Regions from separate parts of the Mus musculus genome. Here region 2 is linked to region 1. The links are chromatin contacts, called in public promoter capture Hi-C maps. All regions are on one chromosome and are shown on one strand. The core of a region is the stretch at or near the end of the contact, and the rest is flanking DNA. Distances in the headings are between cores, read along the strand shown. Region 1 holds the start of Ccr1 (chemokine (C-C motif) receptor 1). Region 2 has its middle 32 kb from the start of Ccr2.

Region 1 (5,163 bases), core at 696-3,195:
TGTAGGTGTGGTCTTGAGAAATAGAGTCTTCCTGACAGTTGGTAGAGAGCAGCCAATAACCTTGGGAATAGACTGGGCTATTTGGGAGTTTCCATGAGACCCCTTTAGTCAACAACTCAATTATATGTAAACCTTTCCAGGTACTGGAAGCTTCATTTGGTGATAAGAGATGTACATCTGGGATTCTGTCTTCCCGTTATTTGGCAATTTTATTTAGATCAACTTAATATGTGTATATATTTTGGGGAAATTCTACTATATTAGGTTTCCATATGGCCTCCCAAATAACCCTTAGCTGTTGATGTCCATCCCCATATCACTCCTCAATTCCCTCTTCCCTCCCCCCTCCACATTTGATCCTCCTATTCCAGCCCAGCCCTCATCCATCCATACCTGTCCATTATATTTCCCCTTCCTAGAGTAATCCATCCCTTTCCCATACTCCCTTACTCTATACAAACCTCTTTGGTTATATGGATTATAGCCTGATTATCAATGATTTAACAGCTAAATTCTCATCTACCTGAATACCTACTATATTTGTCTTTGTGTGCCTGTGTTACCTCACTCAGGCTGATTTTTTTCTAGCTCCTTCTGTCTGAAATTTTCATTTTTAATGGCTGATTTGTACAATATTCTATTGTGTAAATTTATCACATTTCCTTATCCATTTATTTGTTGATGAACATCTAAGTTGTTTCTATTTCTGACTATTATGAATAGAGCAGTAATGAACATGGTTGAGCAAGTGTCTCTATAATATGATGAAGAGTTCTTTAGATATATGCCCGAGAGTGGAATAGTTGAATCTTGAGATAGACTGATTCCCAGCTTCCTGAGAAACCACCACACTGATTTTCACTGTGGTTGTACAAGTTTTTGCCCTTCCACCAGCAATGGATGAGAGTTCCCCTTACTCACATACTCAGCAGCATGTTGTTCTTAGTACCTGTGCTATCACCTTCTGTTCAGAAAGTTTTTTCCTGTGCCAGTGAGTTCAACCTATTTCCCACATTTCTATCACAGTGTATCTGGCCTGATGTTGAGGTCTTAGAAATATTTGAAGTTGAGTTTTATACAGGGTGATAAGTATGGATCTATTTGCAGTTTTCTACATGCAGTCATTCAGTTTGACTAGAATCATTTGTTGAAGATGCTGTCTTTTTCCCAATATGTATTTCTGGCTTCTTTTTTATTGAGCCAGACCCTCTGATATTCTTCATATTCTCTTCTACCTCATGCACCTGCCATTAGCCAAAGTGGACAGTATTAGACCCAAGACTCAAAGAGGTGTAGAAAGGTGTTGGGCTCTGCACTCATGTGACCATGTCTGGCCAGTGCATACATAAACCAAAAGTATCAAGAAGGAAAGGGGAATCTACAGCCATATTACCCTGAAAATAGTCGATGGGGTTTTTTTGTATGATTTCTTTATTTGTTTTTTGTTGTTGTTGTTCTTCTTCTTGTTTTTGAGACAAGGGTTACTATGTAGTCCTGACTGTCCTGGAACTCACTAGGAAGACCAGGCTGTCCTGGAGCTCACAGAAATCCTCCTGCCTCTGCCTGTTTAATGCTGATTATTAAAAGCATACACACCATTCATATCAGAAAAACAAGGGAAAACAGCCTGTATTGTGCTCTCTCGTGCCAGATATCATGAGAGAAAAACATTCCTTGAGGGTTGGTGGGGAAAGGATTTGGGAGCAGAAGAAAGGTATGTGGAGCAGTTAGAGTACAAATAGAAATAACTTAGATATAGATCTCCAAAGAGAGGGGATGCCTCTGGAGGTCCTCATTCATTAGCCAGATGATTTTGAGGAACAGGATATGAGTTCTGGTTTAGACCTTTCCATTTGCAATCTTTAGAAGGGGGAGGCTCCTCACTGACCACAAGAACTCTATGACTAGCCCTACATTTACACGCCCACACACATCAATTGCTCCATGAGTCCTAGGAACAGCTCATTGTCACACACAGAGTTCAACTCAACTCCATCCAACCCCTCCCTACACAATTCTTGTAGGGCAGAGCTACCTCTGAGAAGACTGGAACTTTACTGGAACTGGAGCAGAGAGGAAAGACAGAACACTTTAGTGAACTTGGACCCCAGGAATTGGCCACTGGTGAGCACTGTAGTGCTTCATAGGCAGCCAACCATAAAAAAGAAGAACTTTACACCATTCTTGTCATTCTGAAAGACTATAAAACCAGAGTCTAATCTCCATCATCATACAGGAAGCCAAGAACTTCCTACTAGGTTGGGACCTTGAACCTTGAATTCATAAAGATCCTCAAAGGCCCAGAAACAAAGTCTGTGTGGACAAAATACTCTGGAAACACAGTAAGTGATGTTTGTCATTTCTATGCCGCCAGGTACTGTGAAAGGCAATCTTAAGTTATGAGTGCAGTTCTGGGATCTTCAACATTGGATAATGCTTTGAGAACCAGATGGAGCCTATGTAGCCCATTGTTGCATCTGTAAAGCAGTTAATACTTGGGAAATGATGACAATGCTGGACGTATTATTAAGGCTGGATGCTCAGTGATATTGAGGAATTTGTTATCGATGATTAATTAAGAGAGTAAACCAGCATAAAGAGACAAGAAATGCCTTCGTGGAAAGTTATTTTTATAGTTGTCTTTATGAAACTTCGCCAAATAGCAACAAAATGCAACATATAAAGAAATGGTAACAAGAGACTATATGTTAGTAAGAAAAATCATTGCAAATGCAAGAGTGACAAAATTCTGAACCAATTTCTTAAGAGTAAAACTAAAATTACAAAAATGGGACTACTGTCTTGGAGAAGGAGAAAATTCACCCTCAAGAAGTAGCAAGTAGATGGAATTTTAGACTGCAATTGTTGTATTCTAACATGGTGTATGTTGGTTTTATGATGAAAAGAGATGTGTAGGACTGACACTAACAAATACCTATTTTGCTTTAATTTCATGAGTTGGAGAGAGAAGGGACAACTATAAATTTTCAAAGAACAAGAAACCCTTAGATTTTCATAGACAGTTTGCCTCTGTACAACAAATAGCAAGAAGCTCTAGGATACTGAAGGAATTATGTAGCAATGGCCTTGCATTAGGATGCATGAGAGACAGGACTGGGTTATTCAGTGAGGAAGGCCTAAGTAGTAAAATGCTAGAAAGTGAACAATACTGGCCTCTCCCTAAAAACGAAAACCATGGTTGGTACTATTTGTTGATATCTATGGTAGAAACTTGCAAGTTGACATGTGTGCAGAGTGAACAGATGCACACAACTGACTCTTTGAGCCACAATAATCATCTGGCTTCCCCTTGGGCCTGGATACTTCTTATCATCTCTTCCCAGACACTTCACAAATGAGCAGGCTACAGGACACTAGTAGAGTCCAGGCTATGGGGATCTACATGAGCACTGTGCAAGGCACCTGGGGCAGACTTCTACAAGAAACTATTCACAGGCCTGGGAAGGTCAATGGCAAAATGGGCCTTTGCTTTCTCCTCCAATCACAGCCCAGGTCATGTCTCCTTAGCAGCGGTGTGCCCCGCAACTGCTACAACCTGAAAGTTTAGAGAGAACAGATAGCGCTGAGGTTTCTCAGTAGGCAGGTGGCTGTGGAACACAGCACCTGACAGTGCTGAACTCAGCCTGACTTCACTTTGGCTAGAGTTCCACAGGAACTGGGCTCCTGAGGATCACCTTGCCCCACATGATATTGCTCCCCAACTTCAGTTGACTCTGTACTAGAGCTGTCAGCTATCTAGGAATCCTGGGTGCCAAGCTGAATGTCTGCCTTCTTCAGCACTAGCATGAACAGCAGGAAGTAGAAATCTCTGCCTCAATCATTCCTGACTGCCACCCAAGTTTCCCCAGTGAGAGCTGACAGGGAAGACATGGAGGAGTAAACACAGGAACAGAGCTGATAGGAAATGAAGGGACCCCTCTTGACACTTCAGCAGAATATTTCCTCCTTTTCCAATGTGCCTTAATGTTCAAAGACCACTGCTCCAGAACAGTCTTTGTAATCAGGAAACATTTACTAAAGAGCCCAGAAGGGATAGCACAGAAGCCCAGGGTGATCACAGATTGATGGTGCAGGTGCAGCATAATTAGCTGAAAGGTATTTGAGTCAAATACTACAACTCTGATCAATAGCAACATACTGAACATTTTCCTTTATTTTACAATTAGGTTTTATTTCACATGTGCCACTTCTGCATATTTAAAGATATGCAGGGGACATTTCAGTACAAGGGCAGAGTAATGGGAAGTCAACCCTGGGTACCTCAGAAATCTGCCTTAGCTGTTTGGAAATATTCAAATATATCTTATCAACCATAGTCACCTTGCTGTGCTATAGAGCATGAGAAGAGTCATGCTGTCCAGTTTCAGCCCTGTCCTGTTTATTGTCCTCTCTCCTTCCAAACTCTCTCCACCCTTCTTCCAAACTCTATTCAAGACTCTGTCTGTAACCACTACTTGACTTTCCATTTCTGTGAGACAAGCTTTCTAGAGATTTTATAGCATGATTCACATGGAAGAACTGTCATTGACAATCAAGAAAAATCACTTTCTATGTTACCTATGAAGAAACCCAGTAAGGAAAGAAGGAATACAGACATTGTGGTCAGAACTTCTGCTAATGGCAGGTGTTAGAACAGGACCACTGTGTGACAGCCGGGTCTCTGATAGTCACTGTCTGTGGGTAGAGGGTTATTTTTCACATTGCTTCATAGCATCTTTTCAAGGTAAGCATTCATTAATCTCCCCTGTTCCAGATGGGGAACTTAGACTAAAAAAGCAGATTGATTATCTAAGGTCACACTGCTATTATGTTACAACAAAGCTCATATTTCCCCTCTTGAGGGATTCTTCAAAAAGTTAACTGGAAATAATTCATGTACAAACATACATGGTGTGAAAGTAGTCCTACAATGGCAAGCTATCTATTGACCTTTTGTTTATCTCAAGGCAATCCTGATTTAAGATGATAATATAATAATAATAATAACAATAATAATAATAATAATAATAATAAACAGTAACTTAGAGCCCATTTCAGCAGAGTCTCAGTTTTTATCTAGCTCCTGTGTGCTGTCTCCTGTTGGATACAGGCGTCTCTTACTCCCTGAGCCCATTTTCCATTTCTGTCTCCAGGTCATGTCCT
Region 2 (5,834 bases), core at 2,838-5,337, 100 kb before region 1:
CCTGTTACTTATTTTCTTAAGGAAATGCAAATAAAAATCACATTAAGATACTTCAGATAGTGGTAGATATGTGGAAAATCTAGAACCCATATTTAGCATTGGTGGGAATTCAAATGCTAAAGAGAACTTACAAAGGTTTCCCAAACAGAATTATGTTTTAACCTTCTTGATCAATGAATTGAAAGCAGTACTCAATCAGATGTCTGTATATATGAACTGATAACCATTTTTAACAATAGTCAAAATGTGGAAGAAATCCAGACAGTCATCAATGGATAGATGAGAAAATAAAATATACTTTTATAGATAGTCCTCAGCATGAAATGGATGGAGTTGTTATTTTTCACCTTATAATGTGGTGGATATAATATGGATTCAGTAAAAGTCGTACTTGAAATCCACATTCTGATAATTTCCTAAGCTAGTGACATATGGCATGCTCTCTTATGCAATGGTGGGGAGTCAGACCTTCCTGTCAACCACAGGATTACAATGGGAAGCAACTATGATTCCAAGATATAAGTTTCAGTGGGATAAATGTAATCAATATGAGACTTTCAACTTAAAGCATGTTTGCATATAGCCCAACATATGTCAAGTAGCATCTGTATACACAGGGGAAGACTTGCCAGCCTTTGAAGGGAAAGTTATTCAGACACATGTTATCACATGAACCAGCCTTGAAGACATCAGCTTGCATGAGGTAATGTCACAAAGGTGCAAATATTCTGTAACTGCATTCATATCAAATACTTGGAGCAATCAAATTCATAAAGGCAGAAAGTAGAATGGTGGTTGTCAGGAGGATGAGGACAGAGCATCAGTTTTTTTTTTTAATTAGGACAGAGTTTCAGTTTTAAATATTCAGAGTTCTGGAGATAAATGGTGGAATGGTAATAAATGTACTTTAAACATCACAGAATTGTTCGCTTTAAAATGATTAAAACTGTAAAATTTATATCGTGTGTATTTTACCACAATAAGTTGTTATACCAGATTTCACTGCTTCATGGGGGTATAAAGCTGAAAGATCTCTTTCTAGCTAGATGTTTCAATCCACTTATAGTTGGAAAAGCAGAAATACAGAGAAATGTCATATTTTAGTTGAGGTGAGGTTTATAATAATTAGCAGAGGAGTCCACACACACACACACACACACACACACACACACACACACACAACCCTCAAGAGTAAACAGCAGTGGTGAGTAGCTGAGCATAGCAGATTTCAGCTTCACTTCCCTTCCTTCTCTGAGTCAACTGTTGCAAAGTCAGGTCTTTTCCTGGATGCACATACATTTTGGTGAGGTCAAGAGGGGGTGCAGAGTTTTAAGGCTGGGGTTGTTACAACCAATGCTTCTCAATCTTCATCTGGGTAAGGATTCCGCAGACATCTTGAAAAACTAACTCTGCTGCACTGGAAGGAACCTGAGACAAATTTCAAATTGATTTTTAAAATTTATTCATTCATTTTGCAGTGCCAGGGATCAAACCCGTACATAGCAGACAAATTATCTACCACTGAGTTGTATCTCCAGCCTAGGATTTGCAAATTTTAGTGAGCTCTTGGCTAATGCTAGAACTCCTGGCTTTTGGGACAACACTGAGTTTTTGCAGGACCAACTTGTCTTCTCAGAGAATAGAAGCTGTTTCCTGAAAGTAGCTTTGTCTTATTTATAGCAATATACTTAGAAATTTTTTTCATGATGGAATGATATGAACAAGGCTGAGCTCTACACCAAAAGGTACTTTAATTTGGGTGGATATAAAAATCATGTGAAGAATAAAGAGGCTTTATCACTTTCAGAGTATAAATCTGTAGTTATCTATTGTAGTCAGTCCATCAGGAACAGATAAATTTTGAAGAGACACTTGTACCCTTTATTTGGCTGTCAGACTATTAAAATAACAGACTCCAAAAAGAAAACTCCATGCAATTCCTCCAGCAAGTTTATTCTGGGAAAGAGAAAACCTAAAATCTGGTGCCAGTCAGAGGAGGCACTTGCCTACCAGAAAAGAGATTACACATACTGCTGACCACTTTTCAGACCACCTTGCAGGAGAGAATGAAGGTCAGCCCTGTGAGCAAGACCAAACTGGGACTACTTACATATGACTATACCTCTAAACTTTAATGTTACTTTAGGACCTTAAAGTAACAGATTTCGCTAGAGGTCACTGGATCTCTTTGTCCTGCTTCCCAGTATAGCCAATAGAATATATATTTTTGTAGTTTTAAATTTAATTCATTTTTTGCTATTAATTTGGTTGTTATGATTGTTGTATTGAAGATTGGAGGCCTATGTGGCTTCTTGGAACACAGACTGTGACCTCAAATTTAGTACCACCGTGGCTCTGATCCATATTAAGGTCTAAGAACCACTGCACAAATTGGATAATATTAGATGCCTCAGGAACTAGGCAGTAGCCTTCAAGAATGTAGTAAAGCTCTTCATCCACTGTGAAAAGCAGTGAGGCTGATTTTTCTCCATCCAATTAGCAAACAGGGCTATGTGTGATCTGTGGTTTGAACACTCGTGATATAGGTGCACAATGCTAAGTCAACCATGGATTCTTGTCAAGTAAAACTCAAGGCTTTGTTCAAGAAATAATAAAGGGATAATTGAAACAAATTACCTGGAGATCACACTCTTACAGAAATAATAAGACACATATTTTTATAATGTACTCCTCTTGGACTAGTTACACTGAGTCAGGTGCTCTGTCTGAGTCAGGTGAGTATGATAGTTTCCATCCGTGGGAAACTTGGGGAAAAAAGATAATGTGAATGAATAGGTTAGCATCTCAATGTTGATGGGAGACTTGAATAGCAGCTCAAAGAAAGCACAGGCTTTTCTCACTTATAGATTCATATAAAAGATTTATTCAGATCAATATCTGTTAAACCAGCATAGAAAAAAGAATGTGTATCCATTAAAAGTTTTCACAAGTATTTTGAAATGCCTAGTTGATACTTTTCCAAGATCTGTCTTTTATGCTTTTTCCATGATCATAATCTATAACTCAAAGGAAACAAAGGAAAAGTTTTGATACATAATCTTTTTGTTATTGTTGGGGTTTTTTCTTTGAGATAGGGTATCCTTGGCTAGCCTTGAACTCATGATCTTCCTGTCTTCAAATAAACTAATCTTCAAATAAACTAATCTTCAAATAAACTAATCTTCAAATAAACTAATATTACAAGCGTACAAAGCATACTCATGTGTTCTGTAGTAAAAAGAGAAATTCATCTTCCTTTGACATATTGTCTTAGTGTTTTACTGCTGTGAACAGACACCATGACCAAGGCAACTCTTATAAAAGACAACATTTGGTTGGGGCTGATTTACAAAGTCAGAGGTTCAGTTCATTATCATCAAGGCAGGAGCATGGCAGTGTTCAAGCAGGAGCTGAGAGTTCTACATTTCCTTCCCAAGGCAAACAGAAGACTGGCTTCCAGGCATAACTGGTGAGGGTCTTAAAGCCCATACCCGCGATGACACATTTAATCCAACTAGGCCACACCTCCTAATAGTGTCACTCCCTGGGCCAAGCATATTCAAACTACCACACATGCCAGGGCCTATAACACAGCAGTGTCATCCACAACTATTAAGGTAAAACCAGATTTTAGGGTAAAACCAAAATATTGGAAACAACATGGAAGATAAATAAGATGGGTTATACCTGGTATAGTACAGCCATGTTGACAAGAAAAGAGGGAAGGTGAAAACTAGGGCTCCAATTAAAAAGAGCAAAGTTAGTCTCATCAGGCTCCAGCTCCCATGAAAGACCTGTGAGGAACACCTGCCAGGAACAGTGTTGTACTTTCTGAAAACATTTTTTTTACTTTATAGATAGTTACACCTTTATACATACTACTACATCCAATTGTAACATACTGAATTGTGAGTAAGTTGGCTTCTAAGAAAGTCTCCACCTATTCTAGGAAGGAAACCACCACCAACAGCCCAAGGAATAAACAAGGGGAATAGAAATGATGGACAAAGGCTTCCACAGCCAGGTCTACCCATTGCTGCTCAGCTGAATCTGCCTTCCATTTTCAGGAGTATACTTTGCTTTTGCTTTCTCAGCTGCCAAAATAACTTTGATTGCTTGCTTGCTCTACCTGTGGCCCACATGGGTTCCTTTTTCAGGGTACAAGAAACAAGGCTGCTGTTGTGATTGGGATGGGAGGGAATTTGGAGAAGAGGCATGTCTCTCCCCATCCATAACACAAACCTCTCCTTCTTTAGTCCCATTATATTCCAATGTTTGTGAGTTCTATATCCTCAGATCCATATATCTTACATGCCACAGAAGGGAGGTGCTCATTTTGCCCTTCCTTACTAGAAGCCACAACTTGCTTTGAGCAGAAATGACTCACTTCCTCTGACCTCCCACTCCTTTTATGTCAAGGACTTAATCTAAACCGTCAGAATCATGAGAAATATGAAAACACTTTGCTATATGACTCTGATATCTTCAGCTTTAAACACTCTTGGAATGAGCCTACTAGTAAGGTATCCCACCTGAAGTAGATTCTGTTTAGACCTCGGCCTTCACAAAGCATAATTAAATGAAAAAAAAGGAAGTTATTACTCCAATACCAGGAATAAGGAACTGGTTTGTAGCATACATTTAGTAATGTATCCAACATCTATTTTTTCTTGTTCTAAAATTATGAAATTACCCAATTTGTATCTCTTTCAGTAATGAATTTGTTCATGCTGAGAACTGAAACACTACAAAGAAAGAGATGTAAGACTGTCTAGTCTCAAAAAGTATGTTCTTTTTTCTTTTCTTTTTAAATTTAATTTATCTTTTACTTATTCACTTTGTGTCCCATCTACTGCCTCTCTTTTTTCACTCCTCCCACAAACCTTCCTTCCATCCTCCCCCCTTCTCTGATCAGGTGACGTCCCCCTGTGTATCCCCTCCCAAACTCCATTTTAGCACATTACATCTCTGAGGGGCTAGGTGTTTCCTCTCCCACTGAGGTCAGACAAGGCAGCCCAGCTAGAACATATTCTGTAGACAGGTAACAGCTCCAGTTGTAGTTGCTTGGAAACCACATCTGCTACATATGTTCAGGGAGGCCTAGGCTCAGCCTGTGTATGATCTTTGGTTGGTGGTTCAGTCTCTGAAAACCTCAAGGGTTCAGATCAGTTGACTCTGTTGGACTTCTTGTGGAGTTCCTATTCCCTTCAGGCCTGCAATCTTTCCCCCATTCTTCCATAAGAGTCCCCAAAGCTCTATCCACTGTTTGTCTGTGGGTGTCTTAATCTGCCTGAGTTGGCTTCTGGGTGAAACATCTCAGAGGACAGCCATGATAGACTCCTGTCTGCAAGAATAACAGTATCATTAAGTGTCAGGGATTGGCGCTTGCCTGTGGGTTATGTCTCAAGTTGGGTCAGTTATTGGTTGGCCATTCCCTCAGTTTCTGCTCCATCCCATGTTCCTGCATTTCTTGTACACAGGATAAATTTGGGGTCGAAAGTTTTGTTGGTGAGTTGATGTCCCTTTCATGCCACTGAGGTTTCTGCTTGGCTTCAGGTTCCATATCCTCAAAGCTGTGGGTCACAGCTAAGATCAGCCTCATTGATTCTTGGGCACCTCCCTTATTCCTGGTCTCTGTCACATCCTGGAGATGCCCCTACCCTGTCAGTTGCAGATTTCCATTCATTTTTATGGCCATCTGGCAATCTTTCCTGCCCCTTTCCCTTGATCCTGACACTGCCCCCATTCTCCTTCCCATCCCCTCTCTCACCCAGATCTCTCCCTCCATCTGCTTCTTATGACTATTCTTCCCCCCCCCTTCTGAGATTTAAGCA

The links. Promoter capture Hi-C pulls out the DNA fragments that hold promoters and counts their contacts.
Region 2: a promoter capture Hi-C map of macrophages shows a contact between it and region 1, with 7 read pairs. The contact joins the enhancer-like site here to the promoter of Ccr1 in region 1. A contact is called at or near these places in 3 of 39 promoter capture datasets (the HPC-7 cell line, macrophages and neutrophils), 2 of 484 Hi-C or Micro-C datasets (bone marrow-derived macrophages and nephron progenitors), 5 of 115 datasets of contacts at active chromatin or transcription factors (CD8 T cells, the HPC-7 cell line, microglia and 1 more) and 3 of 9 other capture datasets (adipose tissue, embryonic stem cells and liver).

Annotation. Positions count from the first base shown.
Region 1 is chr9:123,965,474-123,970,636 of GRCm38.p6, reverse strand. Ccr1 (chemokine (C-C motif) receptor 1) reads left to right here and starts at 1,945. Exons shown (of 2, transcript NM_009912.4): 1 at 1,945-2,342.
Region 2 is chr9:124,067,119-124,072,952 of GRCm38.p6, reverse strand. No RefSeq gene overlaps it. Among named protein-coding and RNA genes, the nearest start is that of Ccr2, 32 kb to the left of the region's middle. Within about 2 kb of position 4,087, at least 112 of the 459 cell types and tissues checked have an H3K27ac peak or open chromatin away from gene starts, as enhancers often do. A contact at or near this core is called in CD8 T cells, the HPC-7 cell line, adipose tissue and 4 more, where this site is marked.